Regions from separate parts of the Sus scrofa genome. Here region 2 is linked to region 1. A link is a contact called in public Hi-C data. All regions are on one chromosome and are shown on one strand. The core of a region is the stretch at or near the end of the contact, and the rest is flanking DNA. Distances in the headings are between cores, read along the strand shown. Region 1 overlaps LOC110259527 (a long non-coding RNA gene). Region 2 has its middle 43 kb from the start of YIPF5.

Region 1 (4,658 bases), core at 1,129-3,628:
TTGTAAAGGTGCTGTGGGTATGCCGCATGGTATATTGAGGAAACTGTGAGCCGTCCCATGAAAGTAACAGTTCATTCAGAGAAAATACTGGGGCATGAGACTTGGACACGGGCATAGTACGTGAAGTCTGGGATTTAGGGAAATGGCAGAGGGTGCTACATGCGAGGACAATCCCCGGGCAGGAGTGGGGAGAAGGAACTATTTAATTCCACCTATTTCTTATTCACAGTTGTCTCTTCATTTGATCGGCTGCAGTTACATCACACACTCACTCAAGAACCAGCCACTTGCAAGGGGACTGGGGAGGCCATGACTGGCTTAGACTAATTAAAATTCACCCAGTCTTTCCAGATGCACATGTCTGATCAGTTCCTGAACAAAGATGCAATTTTCTCAGCAAGAAAAAAGGAAGACCAGAAACACCTTGTAGGTAGATAATCAGTATTGTCTGCCACAGACGTCAAATAGATAGGCCTTAGTGACCAAGGGCCTGTCAGGGCTAAGGAGAGAGAGATGATGGGCAGGCTTGTTGCTAAGGCCACTCCAGTAAGACTGCCTACTAATTATCTATATAGATAGACTACAGAGAGTTTAGCTTCATTCAGAAGAATGACGGTAGTGTAGTGCATTTGTGTGTTCCTAAGGGACAAAGAACAGCCTTGAAATGTGAATTTATCTTAACTGCTCTATGGAATTAGGTCTGTTTTATACAAAAGCTGAATATTCACTAAATTATTGCCTAAATTGAGCACATTTGGGGACAAGATGTGCCTAGCCCCTGGTTTGATCTCATCTGTCAGTAAAGTGAACAGAATGTCAGCATTAATGCAAAATAAAATCTTCTACCTAGAAAGAAATTATTTTTAAAGCAGAAAAAGTTTTGAGATTTCTTTTATATAAGGTCCTTCAATAAATGTTGCACATATTATTTCCTACTAATATGCTCACTCAAAATTCTTAAGCTTGAAACGGTTTATTAACCATGACCTAAATAGCGTCCAGAATTCTGTTTCCAAAGCCGTCAGTCTTTGCAGTCATTCTCATCAGTCACTGAAACAATGATCTTCGATAAGGGCACATTTGGTCTCTCCCTATACTGGGAGGGCTGTCCATTTCTAAAAATATGTTGCTATGTTACAAATGCACCATCCTTGGACTATAGGCAGGAAGATAGCTGTTTGAAATTAGCCTATACAAAGCCAATAATGGGAAAATAATAAATCTGAGAGTTCTAAAAGCACCAGTCCTCATTCTTGTTTTCCTTCTCTTCCTTTTCAAACAAATATAATTTTTCTTCCTTTATTTCTTTCTTCTCTGTTTATTTTTTTTCCAGGAAAACACATTCAATGTTCTTCAGTCATTTAACATAAAGAGAACTAGATGATAGAGTAAATTGCAGATCAAAAGCCTTCCTAACCTGTGAATTTTCTACCACCTTTTCCTTAAAAGAAACTCAGCTTCAGCATCTTGTAAATAAAAATAATCTCCAGCAACCTGTTAATTTCAGTTTGTGGTTCAAGCAGTACAAGGGACATTCTGAATATTGATTTATGTCGGAGACAAACTCCAATTAGAATAAATAGCATGGAGGAGTCCCTATCATGGCTCAGTGGTTAACGAATCTAACTAGGAACTATGAGGTTGTGGGTTCAATCCCTGGCCTCGCTCAGTGGGTTAAGGATCCGGTGTTGCCTTGATCTGTGGTGTAGGTCGCAGAGGCAGCTCAGATCCAGTGTTGCTGTGGCTGTGGTGCAGGCTGGCAGCTGTAGCTCTGATTCGACCCCTTGCCTGAGAACATCCATATGCCATGGGTGCAGCCCTAGAAAAGATAAAAAAAAAAAAGGAATAAATAGCATGGACACATGTGACACTAATTGATAACAAGGGTATTAAACCTTAGAGGAAACACTGAGCCCTGTAAAGTCAAAGCTCTCACAGTGACAGCCTAAAGGACCAGGGATGCATTCACTGTGATTCTGAAGCTGCTGAAAAGGGGCAGGATTCCACTGTAGGTCCAGCATAGAGAAAATAAGTTATAATCCTTCAGCTTTCAAATTAAATAGCACAGTAATCTTCTTTGTAGAGTATCAGATAATCGTCTTAGAACATACCCACTCTGGGACGTTTATATTTGTAGGCATAAAGGTGCTTCATCCCCTTAGTAGGCATTTTCCAACCACTGACTATACATGTTTTTACCCCAAAGCATGTAATCCCACATACACTGCAACAGCCTCCTGGTTAGTCTTCCTGATCACCTTCTCTCCCCTGCCTGAGTCATTTTATGCTTCATTATCTTCATAGGGCAATATGGATCATATCACTCAGATGCTTGGTCTCTTAGCAATGTCTGTCACCTGCCTGATAAAGTCCATACGCCTCAGCCTGACCTTCGAGATCCTTGGTGTCTGGCCCCAGTCCAACTCGCAGCCCTGTATGCCCGTGTTCTTCTACTTTTGTCATTGGAATCAAGTCCTCACTTGAGGAAGGGATTGATCGTGTTACCCAGACATCGGCTTCTTTAAGGATAACCTATAAATAGGGGACCATTTGTTTTCTTTGACTACAGTACAGCTTCTTCCTGCCTCTGCATATGTGCTTCATTCTGGAAGGGAGAAATTCCTATGTCTTCTTTTCCTAACAACAAGTGTAGAGAGTCCTTACTCATGTGTATCTTTATGGGGCATTTACGGCTGGTACTTTGAGCAGAGAGGAACATTGAGAACTCACTCTGTCTTGAGGGTGAAAATATCACAGTGCAATTCTTCTGTTCATTTGGTAACTGAGTAACAGAAACTGGAGAACTCCAAGAGATTTTCCAGCATATGCCCAGCTCACTGGGCATTTTTAGAGGAGAAATATGAAGCAGAGGTTCAGAGCTTGGTCTCTGGAATCAGGCAGACATGGATCAAATCTGGCTCTACCACTTACTACCTATGTGATCTCAGAAAGGTTTTTTGTTTTTTTTTTTATGTACTATGTACCTCTGTGTTCTCATTGAGGAGTGGAAATGGACACTGAATGATTGTCACAAAATGGGAATGTGATTTATGGACAGATATCAACAAAAACACTTAGAGGATGTAAACTGTATTTATGGAAAAGGGAATAGGAAATTATGGAGATGTTACACAAGACCAGTGATGAGGCAGTAGGCTCCTGGTTGGAGAGAGTGACTTTTCAGATCTTCACCTCTGGATGACATCATAAAAACTGCCAGAGATTTCACCTCCCAGTGAAAAGATTCTGCAAAGTATGACAATTACCCTTACCGTTGTCATGAAACTTTATGTATCTTCCACCTGAATCTTTCTGCCTTGGCTGTGTCTGCCTGCTTCTAGCTGCAAGTCATGGGCATAAGACACAGCCTATTCCTAAGTGTTTATTGCGATGTTAGAGAGGCCGTTTCCCCTTGGATATTCCTGAGGTCCACTGCTGTTCTAATATTGCCTACCTCATTTGACAGAGGAAAGAATTAAGTGAGATATGTGTGTATAGCACTAGGCACGGTACTGGCCAAGGGTAAGTGCTCATTAAGTCATAGCTCGAGTTGTTATTTCAGCTTTTGGACATTACTTTTTCCTCTCCCAGTGAGAAAATTAAGTGAAATGATTTCGAGTAGGTCATCCAAATTTTTGTCAGGTGGAATTACCCTAGATTTTCCCGAAGTCTTACCATGACCAATGGAGAGTAGGAAGTTGAATGGGAGAAATGATAGTTTTAATATTAGGAAGTAGATCTGACTCTTGAACAAGAACCCTTAGTTGGTTTTCCTGTTTTCAGCCTTGTCTCCACCTTCATAGTCTATTAACAATTCATCAGTGATTCTCCAAGAATGTAAGTCAGACCATGTCACCCCTCTGTTCAAAATCATGCTGGCTTACCCTTCAGATTAAAAGCCAGAGTCCTTACAGTGGCTTATGGGACCCTCCATAATCTGGCCTAATTCCTTCCCTAATTCACCTGTAATTTCTCAGTTGCTCAGGCAGAGACACTCCATAGTCCCTGCCCTCCTCACTGTTGTTCAAACACAAGGACATACTCTTAGCTTAGGATCTTTGTACAGGCCTTTACCTCCACCCAGGACACTCTTCCTCTAGATGGACACTGGGTGGCTACTCTCCTACCATCTTTAAAATTTTGCCCCAATGACACCTTCTCACTGAAGCTCACCCTGATTACCTGATAGTTTTAAACCGGAAATTGACATGGTTAGTCTAATTACAGAATTTTATTTCATGAAGACAGCTAATCTGCAGAAAAAGATAAATGAAAGTAATTCCATCTTTACTCTTTATTGTCAGTTAAAAAAAAAAAAACCAACACAGATGGCACTACATTCTTCTTCTTCTTCTTTTTTTTTTTTTTTGCTATTTAGGGCTGCATCTGTGGCATATGGAGATTCCCAGGCTAGGGGTTGAATCGGAGCACCACAACCACAGCAATGCAGGATCTGAGCTGCATCTGCAACCTACACCACAGTTCATGGCAATGCCAGATCCTTAATCCACTGAGCGAGGCCAGGGATCAAACCCACAAGCTCATGGTTCCTAGTCTGATTCATTTCCACTCTGCCACAATGGGAACTCTGGCAGTACATGCTTAACAATCAATATTTTTGGAGAAACACTTTTCCTGTCCTCTCCACCTCCTTCAAT
Region 2 (4,658 bases), core at 1,380-3,879, 140 kb before region 1:
CTCGGGCCTGTTGCAGTCTGTGTGTAAGGATGGAGAAAAGAACATTCCCTTAATCGAAATTGCTGCGAATACTTTACTTCCAATCATATCCTCCCTCCACCCCCGCTGGGGCTTCCTTTTACCACTGAAGGAGCCCGATGATGTTCTGCAAGGACAGCCAGCCTCTCTAGCCTCGGCTCCCGAGACTGCCCGGCCCCTCTCTAGTTACTCTCAGTTCCTCAGGCATTTCCCTTCATTCCTGCTCTTCTCCTGGGCCACTCCTGCTCATCCTCTAGACACCAGCTATCAAATATCACGTCCTCAGGGGAGCCTTCCCCGACCTCTGGGACAATACTGATGCCTTCCAAGTATATCTGCTCCCACTACCCATCACACTTCATGCAACCACACTTGAGTAATTATTTGTTGAATCAAGTGTTTACCCCTTACCTCCATCACCAGACGGAACATCCCCACAGAACGAAGACTTACTCTTGCTCACAGTTACCTACAAAGACCCCAAACAGTGCTGAGCACATGGGTGATACTCAATAAATATTTACCAAGCGGATGAATGAATTGAAGGTAGTTTATTAGACCTAAAAAGACTCTTAGAGAGCCTGGTCCAAACCCCTAATTTATAGAGGAAGAAACTAAAATCTGTGCAAATTTGTTGCCTTGCCCAAAGCTCTAACCAAAAGCAAAATTAAAGCTGGAGCCACATGTTGTTACTTTCTCTGTGTCCTTTTTTTTTTTTTTTTTTTAATGTCCTGAAGGAAAGCTCGTAGTCTAGTGATTCATCACCCTGAAGGGAATACAGTCATTCCTGACAAGTTCTTCAGGAGCTTAATGAACCTGCAGGTTTGTGTTTTATTTAATGTTCACTCGGTTTAAAATGAGTCCATCGTCTGTGTTTATTTCCCCGTTCCTTCGTTGCTGGATCCAATGTTAATTGTCACAAAGAAGAGAGAATGTGGCAGTTTGGCACGGTTCTGCTGAAAGAGCGAATGTTTAACAGGATCACAGATGGAGTCATTTGCATACAGGAGGTATTTTTTTTCCAGGGTTTTGTCCCAATTAAGAGTTGCAAGTTCAAGCCAGGTTACCGGTTCCAATGGAAAGAAGTTTGCGCTTTCTGGAGCCTGAAGACAGTAAGTGAAGCGAAGACACACTCTGTCTTCAGTGTGGTCACTTTGTTCCCTTCTTTGTCGAGCTAAGATGCGGTTAGTAGCCATTGCCTTCTTTAGGAAAACAGAATAGCTACAAAGTTCTTCATGACAGCCCCTGTGCATTGGACAGGCAGCAGTTTTAAGGACCTATAAGAGGAAACATTCTTTTAATTTCTTTTGCAGCCTGTAGTAATAGCTTATTTCAGTACATAGTTGAGGGCTTTCCTTATCTTAAGCACGGTGTTCACCCCTGGGGATGTAAAGACGAGGAAGGCATGGTCCCTGCCTTCGAGGAGCCCCAGAAAAGGAGAGGAGAGAGGCACACAGTCCTTTAATGCCCATACAGAGCCCTAAGTACAGGAAGGGAGGTATAAGGAGGACGCCTTTTGAGGCTGGAGGAGAGGTAAGAGAGAGTCCTCTTTCCCAGATGAGACCACACATGATCCCAAACTTTAAGCATTGGTGGGAGTTACCCAAGCAAAGGGAGTGAAAAAGGATTTCTAAGAGTTAGAGGAAGAAGAGAGGGGTGGAGGGGTGCGTGTAAACAAGAAGAGAGGCTGAGCTATCTCAGAAGAGGACATGCTAGTACAATAAAAACAAAGCTATTCTGAACCGTCAAGCCCCTGTGATCTTCACGGTAGGGTAAACCATTGCTCCCCAAAGTGACTGGCACACCATCTTCACTCTTCTTGTTTTAATTGCACGCTGCCACTACTGTGATTCACTTCATATTCTTTTTTAAATCAACCTATTTTAGCTTCACCCTAAGCAAGATTATCCATCAAATGGGTGATTTTATCTTAGTTGTGTTTTTTTCTAATACTTACTAAAATAAGTACACAACTCCTAAAGTATAAAAACATGTTCCATCTGGAATCACCTTACACACAGCCAGGCCATGCACACATCACTTTGGGGAAAAGACGGGAGCTGGAGTCAAGAAGAGGCTGACTAGTCCATAACATGAGTCCCGCCCATTGGGTTGATTTGGCTAGAGAAGGTGACTGGGCGTTTGGCACGGTACTGAGTTTAGGGCATGTCTCCCTCCATCCAGATGCTCGGTAATGGCCCAGGTTCGTTTTCCCGTTCATCAATTAATTACATTGCTGTGGCCTGTCTCAGAATTCTTTTGCTGACATCCGAATGCCCAAGGCAATGGTATTAGGATGTGGGGGCTTTGGGAGGGGCCCAGGGCGTGAGGGTGAGGCTGCCCTAGAGGGATTGTGACCCCGTAAAAGATCCCACTAGCCCCTTCCACCAGGGGACGGCCCAAACCTGGCCATGCTGGCATCCTGATGTTGGGCTTCAGCCTCCAGAACTGTGAGACACACGTTTCTGTTGTTGATAAGCCACCCATTCTGTGGTATTTTGTTAGGGCAGCCCAAAGAGATTAAGGCAAACACCACCAAAATAGCAGCAGCTACCACGGGATCTGGCTTTGTGTGTGTCAAGCGTTGCCCTTGGACCTTATATCACTTTGCTTATGTAATCCTTACAGCCCTGTGAGGTCCGTCTGATTGTTGGGCCCATTTTAACAGAATCACAGAGGCTGAATGTCTTGTGGGAGTTCTGACCTTTTGTTTAGGAGAAAGGATCACAGGAAAGCAGACGGATGTAATTGAAAAGAGCTTTGTCCAGACTCTGGAGGCCAAGGCTTTGGTCTCGACATCGCCACTGTGGCCTTCAGAAGAGTCTGTTAAACTCTCCAGGCTGCAGGTGCCTTCTGTGAAGTGTTTACACTCCATGATCTTGAAGTTCATTTGTAAGCCGGAGACTCTTTCATGGGTAAGCTGGGTCTGTGTCACGGTCTGTAAAGTAGGGCTACTGATACCAGCTTCCCAGGACTGTTGTGATGATGAAACGTAGGTAAAGTCCTAGCCCAAGGTGTGAAACATGGTAAGCCTGCCCCAAATGCATTATAAATAAAAACGCTATTCACCATAATTAACCCCAGCGTGGTGATAAGCACCGTGATGACGTTCGAAGGGAGCCCTGCATCCATAAATACAGGAGGGTGAATCAATTATTCCGCTACTTGGAAACGGAAGTGCTGTCTGGTTTTCATTTCAGGCAGGCCAATTTGGGTTTCCGTATGCCTCCATATCTGTAGGTCAGAGACGAAAATCAGAGCTCTTCCCTGGCATGGGAGCTGACATCCAAGGTGGTCTCCAGGGTTCCACACGGCCTTGATGCCCCTCTTGATGACTTGTACAGCCTCTAAGATATTATGGGAATGATGCTCTTTGAATTCTGAGGCTAGATCCTAAAAGGCATTGTAGTATCTGCCGTACTTTCTCTTGCATTGCTCATGAATAACACTCAAGCAGCCCTATGGAGAGGCCCACGTGATGGAGAACTGAGATTTCCTGTCACGCAGTGAGGAACAGAGGCTTTTATCCAGCAGCCTGGTGAGTGAGCCATGTGGCATGTGGATCCTTCAGCCACAGTCAAGCCTTCAAATGACGGCAGCCCATGCTCGCATCTTGGCTACACCCTCATGAAGGACCCTGAGCCAGAACTACTCAGCCGAGTCACCCCCAAATTCCTGATCCCAAGGCCAAAGACATGCTGAGATAATAAATGTTTGTTGTTTTAAGCTGCTCTGTTTCAGGGTAATTTGTAATGCTGTAAGAGACAGTGAATACAAATGAATGCAAAGATTGAAAAGGGTATCTTGATAGACAGTGTGTAGCCACGTTGGTGTCATCTAGTTCAGGCCATCGAAGAGCTGTGAATGTTCAGTGGGAGGGAAAGAAGAGGCGTGGAGGGGACCGCAGGCTCTGAGGGTAGAGGGCTCTAGGAGCAGCTCTCGCGCTAGCAGCAGAGGACAGCAGAGGATTTCCGCAGGTCTTACCAAGTTTAGGGGCCCATTCAGAAGCAGGATGGACCGCGGCAAGGGAGATGCATCTGCAGACACATCAGATCCACCCAAAGCCTTTTTCGCAGTCGAGGAGTCCAGGGCAATAGTTTGTAGTGGGTCTCACTTGAACTGCCTCAGCTTCCTCTCACCAGCTATTTAATCCCGATTACTTTGGAATAATAAAATGTGGTAGAATCATTTTTCACTCAGCAATGGTGATTCAAGAATGGTCCGTGTTACTATTCATGTTTCTGTCAAGAATAGGCCCATTTTCTGGTTTTCCAAAAGTGCACTGTGCATCCTGAGCATGGATTTGGAACAAGGCAAAAGCTGGTTGATTCTGTACCTCTTTATGGTGTGCCAATTTGTAATAATGCTTCTTAGGAAACCAACCTGAGAATGTTATGCAAAAGATACTTTAGGGAGAGTAGAGGAAGGAATTGCAGCTTCCCTTTTTCTTTGGGCCCCTGTCTCTACTCTGTAACTCTAGTGTCCACTGCCTGCTTTGTCTTTGTCTGTTTTGTCCTTGTAAATACCTTCCTTGCTCTCCTGATTTGGGAGTTGCTTCTGTCTAGAATGCTTTTGAGGAAAGCAAGCATGATTCATGAACAGTCGTGGGCAGTGTCCTTTATGGGCCTTAGCAACTTTGG

Evidence for each region. A called contact is a pair of places that touch in the nucleus more often than the background predicts.
Region 2: a Hi-C map of heart right ventricle shows a contact between it and region 1, with 2.8 times the contacts expected there. The contact joins two enhancer-like sites. A contact is called at or near these places in 2 of 47 Hi-C or Micro-C datasets (fetal heart ventricle and heart right ventricle) and 1 of 2 datasets of contacts at active chromatin or transcription factors (skeletal muscle).

Annotation. Positions count from the first base shown.
Region 1 is chr2:145,486,696-145,491,353 of Sscrofa11.1, reverse strand. All of the region lies in intron 2 of LOC110259527 (a long non-coding RNA gene), which reads left to right. Among named protein-coding and RNA genes, the nearest start is that of YIPF5, 180 kb to the left of the region's middle. Within about 2 kb of position 2,378, at least 2 of the 83 cell types and tissues checked have an H3K27ac peak or open chromatin away from gene starts, as enhancers often do.
Region 2 is chr2:145,622,507-145,627,164 of Sscrofa11.1, reverse strand. No RefSeq gene overlaps it. Among named protein-coding and RNA genes, the nearest start is that of YIPF5, 43 kb to the left of the region's middle. Within about 2 kb of position 2,629, at least 2 of the 83 cell types and tissues checked have an H3K27ac peak or open chromatin away from gene starts, as enhancers often do.